Linked DNA regions of Arachis hypogaea: region 2 is linked to region 1. Evidence: chromatin contacts called from public Hi-C data. All regions are on one chromosome and are shown on one strand. The core of a region is the stretch at or near the end of the contact, and the rest is flanking DNA. Distances in the headings are between cores, read along the strand shown.

What was found. Hi-C and Micro-C count contacts between places; a contact is called where the count stands out from the background.
Region 2: a Hi-C map of leaf shows a contact between it and region 1, with 1.5 times the contacts expected there. The contact joins the promoter of LOC140181258 here to the enhancer-like site in region 1. A contact is called at or near these places in 3 of 8 Hi-C or Micro-C datasets (all in leaf).

The regions. Positions count from the first base shown.
Region 1 is chr18:16,204,185-16,211,191 of arahy.Tifrunner.gnm2.J5K5, forward strand. No RefSeq gene overlaps it. Among protein-coding and RNA genes, the nearest start is that of LOC112771165, 19 kb to the left of the region's middle. Within about 2 kb of position 4,042, at least 2 of the 3 cell types and tissues checked have open chromatin away from gene starts, as enhancers often do.
Region 2 is chr18:16,262,647-16,269,911 of arahy.Tifrunner.gnm2.J5K5, forward strand. It overlaps LOC140181258, which reads right to left and starts at 4,377. Exons shown (of 1, transcript XM_072224785.1): 1 at 3,901-4,377. The coding sequence starts at 4,377. The coding sequence ends at 3,901.

The DNA of each region.
Region 1 (7,007 bases), core at 2,792-5,291:
TATGAACCCCATTTAAGATAAGCTTGTCTAATCTCATCTCTCTGGTTTGGGTGATATTGCCAAATTTGAAGCCGTTTCCCAGGGTCTCATTCCAAATAATTAAGGTCAAACTCATTAGATGCAACTCTTTGAATTTTTGAAAGTTGTATCTCACTTTTTTTGTGATTCATTAAAGTAGAAGAACTATTTACAGGCATTGATATTGTAGAAGTTATATGTTCTCCTTATTGAATATTAGCCTTCCTCTTAAAAATGTATCAATTCTTTGATTTTTCATCATTATTTTATATAAAAAATTGAATATATATCCTGTAAAATATATAAAAAAAATTAGAAGGATAAATATTAAAATTTATAATATTTATTAATTTTTTTTATCAATTTATATAAATACATTAATATCAATACTTATTGAATATTCTAATATTTTTATCATATAAAAAATTAAATAAAATAAATAATAATATATAAAATAATATTAAATTAAATAAATAAAAAATACCTAATTTTTTAGCAAAGCATGCTTTTTATAATGAGAAGCAAAGTAACAAGCAGCAAGGAGCGTGTCTTTATAGTGTTTTTATAATAATAATTTTTAATTTTTATTTTGTTAGATAATTTTTTTTATTGTTATCTCTTTTTATTAGATAACTTTTTTGATATAATTTGATTTTATCTTTTAATTTTGATGTGTTGTGAAGCCAACAAAGGTCCATTCTAAAACTAAAAATTATTATGCAATAAAAATATAAGATAGAAATTAAACTTAAATACTCTAAATTATAGTAAAGTATTTGAGCCAACTCAACTACTCTTTATTATTTGAAAAACTACTATTAATATTTTTATAAAAAATTTGGAAAGTCATGGCCGATTGCCCTAATGACCTCTATTTATATGCTTTAGCTTAATAATTAATTTTTTTTACACGGTATTTGATTCAAAGGAAATAGAAAAAAGGAAAATGGATGAAAAATAAAAATTTTCATTGTTTAGATGACCCAAAAAAAATTAAGAGGAGAAAAAAATGTAATATGAGATCCATCCAAAGGTTTTCTCTTCCTCAATGAGATGAAAACAGCCGAAGAAAAAGTAAATAATTGTTCAATTACGAATTTGTCCTTTATTTAATATAAATTATAATTTATATATAATATAAATAAAAATATAAATATAATTTTATTTTGATATAAATTTTTTTATTTAAATAATTTTTTTATTTAAATAATTTTTTTATTATTATTTATTTATTTTTTCATCCAAACAACACACAAAAATTCACTTTTCTTTTAATTATTATTTTTTTCATTTTTTTTTGTTTTTCATCTGGTAACCAAACAATACTTTAAAAAAAATAATGAGAATGCGGGGAACGAATGAATTGAAGCTGAAAACGTCAAAAGTCAAGTTTCCTTTATACACCTTTTGACTTGGTGAATAAGGCAATAAGCTCACAGCTTGAAAAAATTCACATTAAACAATTTTTTGTATGCTCTCGTTAAAAATAAATTACAATAAATTTTTTTCTAAAATATTATAATATCTATTACGTATATACTATATTGTACTATTTTTATTTATAAAATTGTAATTATATTAAATAGACATATAATATTACCTTTTTTGTAGTGTGAACCCATTAATAACTCTATTATTCAATACACATACACATGCTCGCATAAAAGGTTAACCTAAAAAAAATTGATATCATATCTCTATGTAATAAATTTTTTAAATACACAATGATAAAATATTAGATTTATTGAGTATATTATAATTTTTTAGTCCTTTTATTTTTAAATAAGAATGTAAATATTATTTATTATTTTAAAAATTTAATAATTGAATAATTTTGGGACATAACTAAAATTAAAATATATCTTTGTATAGCATTTAATGAATTTAAAATAAAATTTAACTAACATATACTCTAAGGACACATAATAAGACTACTATTAATAGAATATTTTAAATATTTTTATTTAATAAATAAAAAATAAATACATTGAAAAATTAATTTTTTTTTGTATTTAAAAAAATTAATTTATCATCTTAACATGTATTCTTATGACATAAGTTAAATAAATTCTTTAAAATAATACATAATAAAAAATTAAAACTACAAAAAATTAATAAAATTATATCTTATAAAAAAATATGCATTTAAAAAGAAGAAAATAATTAGAGAAAAGGATAAATAGATCCTGACCTTTTGTTCTGCGGACATTTTTGTCTCTGACTATTAAAAAATACTTTTAAGTCTCTGACCTTCACAAAATTTGGACGGATCAGTCCCTGACGGAGGCATTTGGACGGAGGGACTGATTCGTCCAAATTTTGTGAAGGTCAGAGACTTAGAAGTATTTTTCAATGGTAAGAGACGAAAATATCTGCGTGACAAAAGATTAGGGACCTATTTGTCTTTTTCTCAAATAATTAAATGAGAGGGTTGTCTGAATATATAGTACCAAAAATTTTGCATGTCCGTATACTAAATGTTACTATTTTTGTTTACATTCTTTCTTGTACCATAAGAATATTCTTTAGAGTTTGAAAATCTTTGTGATTAAGCCATTATATGTATATTTTTGTTGATAGCAACACTGTAGTTTGACCAGCGTGCAGTATTTAGTAGTCCACGTCTCTATTACGTTTGACTAATTCAGAGTTTCAGACTCATCACACTCCGAAATGGGAACACAAATATAAATTTCTTGTTGCCCCTCTTTTAATTTTTCCCACGTGATGTTTTGGGAATACCGTCGCCTGTCCAATCTCCAATATTAACATAACACGTGTCATACTTATCCTACTCATCTCCAACAATAACATTCTTTTAACTTATTCTACTATTTCACATCTTTCAATCCAATCTAAAATTTTTAACTTAAGGTTCATTTGGAAAATTTTGAGAGTAATTTTTTTAAATTTATAACTTATAAAAAATAGTAGTATTAATATTTAGTATAATTTTTAAAATTAAATTATAGTTTTTAAAAAATTATTTAAAAATTTATAAAAAAGTTAAAACAATAATTTCTTTTATAATATTATTATTTTTTATAATATTTTTATAAAATAAATACTTTTAGAAATAAAAAATTTAAACACAAAATAATTTATTTATAAGCTACTTTTAATATAGTCATTTATTATTTAAACTATTTTATCAAAAGAAATTTAATTAAACTGTTTATCTAAACGAAACCTTAGTAGAATTTTTTGAAAATAATATAATTAGTGTTTGGTGATTTTCTTTATTACATCCATCCAGGTTAGATTTTAATAAAACCTTACACATATATGATCCATAATGTCATTCTTATTAAACCATTTTTTTGTGGCTTAAATTCACAAATTATTAGGTTGGTTTATAAAGACGAAAGATATTGTATTTAAAAATATTAAATTATTATATTTTGTGTCTATCTTAATAAAAAAATATAAAAATATTAATAAAAAATATAATTTATTTTTTATTTTATTATTTTTGTTAATTTTTTATAATTATATTTTTTATTATTATATATATTTTTAAATTTATTGAATAAAAAAATAAATTAAATTTTTTATATTTTATTTTTAGTATCTTATCTTATTTTATTTAAAAAACAAACGAAGCCTTAATAATGTAATTCTTGTGTTACTAAGAAGAATGCAAAGATAACTGAACATAATTATTACTTTCAGATAATATAATTACACAATTTTACCCTTTACAGCTTTATTACTTGATTCAACAATTTTGAAGGGCCTTGAGGAATAAGACCAAAAGCGTTACATCGTCACAAAAAAAGAATAAAAGATACAAAAAGTGCATACATACATTATTGTATGGCTAGCTGGTAACCGACTCAACAGTGTTAGGAACAAAAAAAAATAAAAATGCTGCGCGAACGCCACGTGTGGATCCGTTTAATTAATTGGACCATATCCTTATTATGTAATCTTTTTTGTTTAAAAAAGAAAGTATATAGTAGTGTGTCTATATAATATATTAATTGTACCATATGAAAGCACGTGAATAGGGAAGTGATCACATTATTCATGCGCTAATAAAATTGAGATACAACATACAAGCTTATGGTTATGGGTATTCGGGCGGGGAAGAACACAATCAAAGCACGAAATAGTAATCAAAGTTCAAAATGGATAAACATCAATGTTGGATTTATTGAAAAAGAAGACTTTGATTTGTTTGTTCGAGAAAATCTTTAGGATTTTGTTTGACTCTAGATGATGGTACATACTGAGTTAGTGAAATTAAGGTGGTTCGTGTAGGGAACGAATTTTTGGTGAAAATTAAATTAATGATTTAATTTAATTTTTATTTTTTTATATTTATCTTTTATTTTATTTATAAAATTAATAATAAAAAATTACAATTTATTCTCTTAAGTATTTAAAAAATTGAGAGAACTTATTTGCGTTGGTGCGTGTGTATACACTTCAAAATATAAATGCATAGGGACTTCTTCCTTCAAACTTAATACTTGGAAAAAGTGTATTCATTACCCTTCAAAAACGCCAAAATTAAAATAAAAATTTTACCACTCTTCAAAATATCTTACTTTACAGCTTTTAATTTAAGTAAATATTAATAAAAATTTATTCTTATAATAATAACAACAACAATCATATTAAATCATCATCTAATATAATAATAGTGCAATTAGGTATCTTTAAATTTTAGTCTTTGATCAATTTTTAGAAGAGAAAAAAATAAAAAATAAATAATTTTTCTAATTTTTTACATAATTATTATTATAAAAATAAATATTCAAATTAATTAAATAATAATAAATTCTTAAAAAATTGATTAAAAATTGAAATTCAAAAGATAAATAACATCTTTCATATTATAAAATTATAAATTCTTTAATTTATAAATTAACTAAGTTTGACAACATATATTGATTGTTCAATAAAAAATGTACATCATTATTGATCATATAAAAGATTTGAAAGTATCAAAAATAAATATATTATTACATAATACGCACACCAAATCATAGAAAAGACAAAAAAAATTAAAAATAAAAAATTTAAAACGGTGATAGAACCAAAGGATATAAAAAAATGGTGAATATATGTTAGTATGTGTTAATTATCTATAATTAGCTTTCATTTATATGACAAGATTAGTTAAATTTATGCTAGTACCTAAGTTGTTAGTATCTAGTGAAAGTGTATAAATAGATTTGCACAAGCATATTAGAAATATATAATCTTTTAATTTTTAATTAAAATTATCTTTTTTTCTGTTCTTCAAGATTTTTTAAGAAATCATAATTGATAATATACAGAAAAGGAGAAATATATAATAATCAAATAATGTATTACATTCTCATGAAATATGGTCCAAAAAAAATAGATTCACTAGTCTCTACTTGACTATAATATAATCTTCTAACTCATTCTATTTTAGTAACTTGAATATACAAGAAAGATATATAACGTAAGAGGAGACTAACATATGAAATCCTAGTTGGAATTAATAGAGTTTTGACATGAAAAGGGTTTGAATGAGATTTGTGCAATAAGTCTTAGCAGCAACAGCTAAAATTAATTGCTCAGTTTGTTAGAAATGAGCTTTTAAAAAATTAATAAAGTTGTTCATAAAAAATCATAAAATAATTAATTAGTAAAAAAAAATCTTAACCAAATTTAAAATAGTTTATAAACTATAACTAGTTTTAAAAAATAATTAATCAAATTGATAAAAATTAATTTGTAAATCGATTAACTAAACCAAAATCTGTTTGACGATTTGAAATTTTAAAATTAATTGTTCCAATATAAATATGTTATAAACCTAAACTAATTTTATAAGAAATTACTCATATAAAGACGCCTAAAATGTCATTTTTTAAAGATGTTTGTTAATAATTAAAATTTAATACATATAATTGATTAAATTGTGTTATTTTTGTGAAAATTATATCAGACAAATTGATTTGACAAAAAAAATCAGTAAACCAAATCTTGAACTGATTTAAATTAATATTTTTTTATAGAAAATGACTACAATATCCGTATTATAAAAAATAATTAAAATATTTTTTATTATATATATATAATAGGAGTATTTTAATCATTTTCTATAATAAGAATATTATAGTTATTTTTTATAAAAAAGAATATTAATTTAGACCAATTTAAAATTTGATTCATCAAATTTTCAGTTAAATCAGTTTGTCCAATCTAATTATAACAGAAATAACACGGTTTAATCGATTATATATGTTAAATTTTAATTATTAAAAAATATTTTTAAAAAAGATGTTTTAGATGTCTTTATTTAAGTGCCTCTCATTTTATAATAGATAAACAAAAAAACTAAACTTTTTTTTTCAAAGATAGTAGATTATATTTCATTAATTATTGAAAAATGAAATACAAAGATGTCCAAAAATAGGACAGTATAATGAAAGGTGGGAATTTCCCAAAAACATTACATTGAAAGTATTCATCCAACGGTGCGTGGTCGAAAAATGAAGAAAAATCTTAAATAAGAAAGAATGATAAATCAAATTGAATGCAACTAAGAGCTTGCCTCATGGAGATGACGACCTAAACTGGGAGTTCTTTGGATTTCACGGAACAACTTGACAGAGCTTGCTAGAATGGCAGACGGCATTGAAGTAGAACCTTCAAAAATCAACTGGTTGCGAGCTTTCCAGCAGTTCCAGCAAATGATGGCAAGCAATTGAGAATTACGATCAGCATTTTTCAACGAGTTAAGCATCTCTATTGATGCAATCCACCATGTCCAAAAGTCGTTAGGACTTTGAGGGAGAAGACAGTCACAAAGATAACTCTGACACCATACATCTTTAATTCTAGAGTAATCGATCAAATAATGAGTGACTGTTTTGGTTGCTTTATGACAGCAGAGGCATATTGGTGATATAGATGGGATGTGGTGATGAATCTGAGCAAACACCAGAAGCCGTTCATGGAGAGCTTTCCAGATAAATAGCTTAATTTTGTGAGGCAAGTTCAAC
Region 2 (7,265 bases), core at 3,127-5,626, 59 kb after region 1:
CCCACAAGTTGGTATTACTTGGCTTGTGTAGATCAAGGAATCCTAGCTTGGATAGCAAGTAGGAAAAGGGTCCCGGTGCAAGAGGCTTTGTAAACAGATCAGCCAGCTGCTCACTAGAGGCAATATGTTGAAGATTTGAAACTCCTTCTTTATATTTGTTACGAGCTACATGACAGTCAATTTCAACATGCTTTGTCCGTTCATGAAAAACTGGATTTGAGGCAATATATATAGTAGATTTATTGTCGCAGAATATATCAACAGGCAGGGGAGGAGAAATCTTGAATTCTTTTAGAAGTTTTAGCAACCATACAAGTTCACAAGTTCCATTTGCTAGAGCTCGATATTCAGCTTCAGAAGAGGATCTAAAGACTGTTGTTTGCTTCTTGCTTTTCCAAGATATAAGAGTTTGGTCAAGAAAGAAGCAATAACCAGTAATAGATTTTCTAGTATCCTTACAAGCCCCCCAATCAGAATCAGTATATCCAGAGAGAATAAAAGAATTAGAGGCAGAAAAGAAAAGACCTGATGCTGGTGATTGTTTCAAGTATCAAATCACTCTATAAACTGCCTTGAGATGAACATTAGTGGGACAAACCATGAATTGAGTAAGACAGCCTACATGGTAGCTCAAGTCGGGTCTGGTATTGATGAGATAAAGAAGACGACCAACCAGCCTTCTATAAAGAGTAGCATCGGGTAGAGGAGAGCCATAATTTCTTGACAAAGATGTAGTATAATCTATGGGTGTAGTGACAGATTTGGCTCCAAGTAAGCCACAATCATTGATCAAATCTAAAGCGTATTTTCTTTGATAAAGAGCAATCCCTGTTTTACTCCTTGCTACTTCCATGCCAATGAAGAATTTTAAAATACCAAGATCCTTTATCTTGAATTTGCTGTCCAAGAAGCGTTTGACAGCTTTAATTTCCGAGAGATCATCACCAGCTAATACAAGATCATCGACATAGACCAAAATAGCAGTGAAGCTAATATTAGTGGACTTGATGAATAAAGAGTGATCATTTTCTGACTGAATATATCCCAAATCAATTAGAGTATTGGATAGTTTGATGTTCCATTGACGGCTCGCCTGTTTCAAACCATAAAGAGATCTTTTTAATTTACAAACTAACTTGGGATTATCACACTTCAGCCCTTTTGGTAACTTCATATAAACATCTTCATGGAGATCCCCATGAAGTAAGGCAGTATTGACATCAAGTTGATGAAGATGCCAATTCTTTGATGCTGCAATTGCTAAGAGAACTCTCACTGTGCTCATTTTAACAACCGGGTTGAATGTGTCAATATAATCAACGCCTGAAATTTGAGTGAACCCCTGAGCGACTAACCGAGCCTTATGTCTTTCAATTGTCCCATCTGGGTTGAATTTCGTGCGAAAAACCCATTTACAACCTATTGCATTCTTGCCATGAGGAAGAGAAGTGATGATCCAGGTCTTGTTTTGCTCAAGAGCAGCAAGTTCTGCATCAATAGCCTTTCTCCAGCAATCATGCATAACAGCCTCAGAGTAGTGCTTCGGGTCAGGGTTATTTATAAGTGCAAAAGTGAAGGCTAGGTGTTTTGGAGAGAAAGATTCATATGACAAATGGTGTGATAAAGGGTACTTACAGTTTGAAGAAGAACGAACAGCATTGATGGGATCCTCATGTGATGCCATACTGAAACAATGAAAGTCCTTAAGGTATGAGGGTAGTTTTCTATCCCTCTCAGACCTTCTCAGGGCAGGCTGAGTTGGTTCAGATTGAATATGATCAACATGAGGCATAAGAATAGTAGCATTATCACTATTTTCATGAATGGATGATGCAGATGCAGATGATGTAGAATTCTTACTAATGTCATTATTCAAAGATGAAAGAGAGCTATTGTTATTAGAGACATCAGAAGTAATTCTAGGATGTGATGATGTATGAATAATATCTTCATAATGTGATGCAGAAGGCAATTGTAATTCAGGAAAAGGATCAAAATCTGTTGGATTAAAAGAGTGTTGTGGGTGAGAATTTGATTTTGCATGAGTCCCAATTGTTGTTTGAACAGATCTAAAAGGAAAATGATGTTCAAAAAATTCTGTATTTCGTGAGATAAAAATTTCTTTTGTCTTTAAATCAAATAAAATAGAACCTTTGGTTCCTGACTTGGATCCTAAAAAAATACACTTTCGAGCTCTAGGATCTAGTTTTGTTCTACCAGCTGTAAGTATTGAAGCAAACACAAGACAACACAAAATTTTAAGCTCATTTAGATCAAGTTTTGAATGAAATAAAGCCTCATATGGAGTTGTATTGTTCAAAAAGGTACTAGGTAACCTATTAACTAAATGAACTGAATGTTGCACAGCATAATGCCAAAAACATTTGGGAACATTTAAATGAAATAATAATGCTCTTGCAACTGTCAGTAGGTGTTGATGCTTTTTCTCCACAACACCATTTTGTTGTGGGGTTTCAACACAAGAAGTTTGATGTTCTATGCCTTTTGAACTATAAAATGAGTCCATTTTGAATTCCATACCATTATCAATTCGAATTCGCTTAATTCTTTTGCTGAATTGTGTTTGCACAAGTTGGACAAAGTCTTGAACCAATTTTCTAGTTTCAGATTTCAATTTCATGCAATAAATCCATGTGAACTGAGTTTTGTCCTCAACTATAGTTAGAAAATATTTATGACCTGAAGTTGATTGAAGAGAAAGAGGTCCCCAAATATCAATATGCAATAAATCAAAAGCATTTTCAGAATTTGTATTGCTTGTTGTGAAAGGTAATTTTCTCTGTCTAGCATATTGACAAGAATCACAAACATGTGAAGAAGTAATGCAATCAATAAAAGGAAAGCTTTTTTGCATAGTAATCATTCTGCTGTAAGGTAAATGACCTAGTCTAGCATGCCAAAGAGTTCCTAGGTCTTGCTGCACACTAAGAGCTATAGATTGTATCCTAAAATCTAATGAAGGCAGTTTCATAGGTTCAACATTCATCACATATAAGTCTCCTTGCATCTCAGCTTGTCCAATCATTTTCAATGAAGGAAGTGCCTGTATCTCACAGTAAGAATCAGTGAATTTAAATTCACAATGTAATGATTTAGTAAGCTTGGAAACAGAAATTAAATTATATTTAAAGTTAGGTATGAATAAAACATTGGTAAGGATTAAAAAAGTTGACAATTGCACAGTTCCACAAATATTCGTAGAGGTCTTAGATCCATCAGGTAGATTAACCAAAACAGGCTTTATATGATAAAAAGTTTTAAAATTTTTTTGAAGATAACAGGCATGATCAGTAGCACCACTGTCTAGTATCCAAGAGGTTTTAGTAAAATATGCAGTCAAAATATGTCTACCTTTTGGTTGAGTTAAGGTGGCTGAGGAAGTGATATGATTCACACTACTTGAAGCTGTCATGGGTGGTTGCTGGAGAAGTGCAATTAAAGTTTCCTTCTGGTTTGGAGTCAAAACAAGAGCAGTTTCATTACCACCTTCTTCTTGACCAGAATCAGTAATGTCACCACCAGCACCTGAATCTTCAATTTCACCTTCAGTGCTGATGTGATTTGCACTTTTCTGCTTCCACTGTGCAGGAAAACCATTTTTCTTGTAGCAATTCTCAACCAAATGCCCAATTTGTTCCAGTAAGTGCATAATTTGGAAGTGTATCCTTTACCAAAAGTCTTCTGAGAAGTATTTCCCTTGCCACCACTTTGACCTCTTCCTCTGCCTCTCGAGGAATAACTACCTCTTTGTTGATGTTGTACTTCCATAGAATTTGTGATTATCTTTGTATCCAAGAAATCTGAACTTAGTTTCCTCTCTTGTTGAGTTAGCATTGCCAAAACAGCATTGATATCAGGCAAAGGTTTTAGTAACATAATCTAAGATTTCACAGTAGAATATTGCTCATTCAGACCTCTAAGAAATTTCACAACGTATTTCTCAGAAGCATAATCCCTAATAATTTTTAATCCACAGTTGCAGCCATTAACACAAGCTATACAGCTAGGGATTGTACGAAGGTTCTCTAATTCTTCCCAAACAGATTTCAATTTGGCAAAGTAGGAAGTAACAGTTAAATCACCTTGCCTGATAGTGTAGAATTCCTCTTTCAATTCTCCAACTCTGAAGACATCTCCATGTGAGTAACGATTCTTTAAGTCCTTCCACAGATCTGAAGCATTGCTAATCCACATCACACTCTTAGCAATTTCTGGGGAGAGCGAGAGGTTGAGCCATGAAAGCAAGATGTTATTGCAGCGATCCCAAACTTCAAACAAAGGTTGATTCTCAACTGGTTTTGGAATTGAACTATCCAAGAACTTCACATTGTTCTTCGATCTGAGTGCTCTCCACATATCATGTGACTATTGGTAGTAGTTTTGAGAAGTAAGTTGAAGCGGAATCAAAGCCGTACCTGAGCTTTCACTTGGATGCAGATAATACGTGCTGATGGGGTCAGAGATTGTAGAAGAAGAGTTTGATTTGTTGAGCTGAACTTGAAATTGCGAGAACTGGCGCATAAACGCTGTGAATCGTTCGAAAACTGCAGCGGAATCTACTTGAATATTGGCATTTGAGCTGTTTTCTTCGCTTCTCGCCATTGATGTAACCTAGCTCTGATACCATGTAAAATGGTATCAATCTTAAGTAGCAAATTTACAATAAATGGAGAAAGTAAAAAAGAGTTACTAGCAGCTAGTGAAATGGCTGCAGCAGAATGAGGAAGAAAAGAATGATTGAGAAGAAACTGAGAAAGAGAGAAAAAGGAGTGTTGTGATGATGAAGTTTCTGATTCCAATTGAATAATACATCATAAGAACTTCACACTATGCTATATGGTTTATATAGCTGTGCAAAAAGTATGAAAACAAAAAGGAATAACAAACTATATATTAGCTAGCCCTAACAAACTAGTCAGCTGAACAATCTAACAAACAAACAAAATATACTAACAAATCTTTTACATTTGAAAATATTATTTTCAGCATATATATTAACTAATACCGTCAAACACACTAACAATATTAATTGTTTAACTTTTCTTCACTTCAATTTTTTATCTTTTTAAATCCAAAGTAATTGCTTTTATTTACAGCAACACTTAAAAATAGTCATAATAACAGAATGAATAGGAGCAGAATTTTGTATTATCCTATTTTATTATATATAAATTATTTTGTTATTATTTATGATTAGTAAAAATTTATATCTTAATTCATTTTTGTGAATTTTGTTTTATTTTTATAATATTTAAATTTAGCATATAAAATTAAAACTTAAGATTCAAACAATTATAAATATTATTAAAAATATAAATTAAATTAAAACTAACAGTTATATAAGATTATTATATAGTATCCTTATACTCGTTTAAAGGTAATGGATTCAAATTTTATTCCTAACTTTAAAAAAAAATCATTAAAATTACTTTAAAAAATGACTAAATTACCTACGGTCCACAGAGTATAGAATTTTTATGACCTTAACAAATAAATAAATATTATATCAATAATTTAATTATTTAATTATTATGTATATAATTTTATCAAATTTTTAATTAGGTCTTTGTATTTTTTTTTAATTTTGTAATTAAGTCCTTCTTAGTGTAAAAAATATTAGAGTTAACGGAATATTTTTTTGCAAATTAAAGGTATTTTATAATTAAAAACTTAATTAAATCTTTGACCGAATATATTTTGGTAAAAATATTATGTTAATTTTAACATTTTTAACATGAAAAGGACGTAATTATAAAATTAAAAGTAGTGTAGAGACCCAACTGAAACGAAAAAAAGTACAGGAACCTAAATAAAAATTTGGTGAAACTATAAAGACCAATAAAATAATTAAATCTAATTTAATTTTAATACAATGATTCGTATAAAATAATTTTGTATATCTATGTAATTATATAATATCATATTAAAAAATAATTATTTTTAATATTAATCACATAAATAATTATATAAAAAAATAAATATAATTAAATAGCTATATAAAATATTTTATATTATTAATACATTAAAATTAAATTCTCATATTAATTAAAATTAGTCAAAATACTAAATATTTTAATTACATGAGTAGAGTAATATAAAAAAAATTCTTTTAAAATGAAAAGATTGATAAAGCTAGAAAGTGAATATTTAATTATTTATAAATTAAATAAAAATTATAAATTGAATAATAATTACTCATTTATTTTATTATTTTATTAATTTTTATTTTAAAAAATAAAAATTTTATATTAAATTAGTAGAGTTGTAAATAATATAATCAAATGAAAATAAATATAAATAAAAAATTTATTCACATATTATAAAAAATAATAAAAGAAAAAATTGTTGGAGATATGTGTGAGCACTTGCATGAAAGGTTAAGAGTCTAAAATATATTTTGGGAGAGACACATGATTATCAGGTAGAGTCAAAAGAATTTAAAGTATATCATGAGAAGCACACTTGAACGATTTTTGGGACCGATTGTTTTTTAGTTTTTGATATAGATTAATGTTATGTTTGGAATTCTCACAAGCTCCTCGATTCTCTCGATAAATTAGTATTATATTGGTACTCTTACTCTTCTTGAATTGAAAAACACAGTTCTATCAATGACATACTGTGAGAGGAACATGTGTGCGGCTCTAAGACAGATTAGTGTTACATTGGTACTCTCACGTTTATTTCTTTGAAAAATATAGTAGTATAATAATATTGTTAGTAATACTCTCACGTTCTTCTTGAATTGAAAAACACAATAATATTTTCAGTAATAATATAGTATAACATCATGACTGAATCACGTGATTGTCACCATCAAACACACTAACGGTGTCAATTGTCAACCCTTTCAATAGAAACCCACGTGAACTCCATCATTATTTCTTAGACGGATCTCTTACTATATAGATCTAGTCTTTGTTCTCACCTTCAAGTGTTATAAATAAAAAAAAAAAAGATAAAAATAAAAAATTAATCATAAAATAATAATAAAATTATAATAAAAAATAAAATAAAATAAAAAATATTAAGAATACTAAAAAGATATAATTTATTTTTATTATAAAATTTGTAATTATAATTTTTTTTACGGTTTATTGTTATATTTTTTATAATATATATTATTGATTCTAATAAAAAATAAATTAAATAAAAAATTAATTATAAATAATAATAAAATTATAATTAATAAAAAATAGTCTAAAACATATTAAAAAATAAGAGCATTGAGAATACTGAAAAAA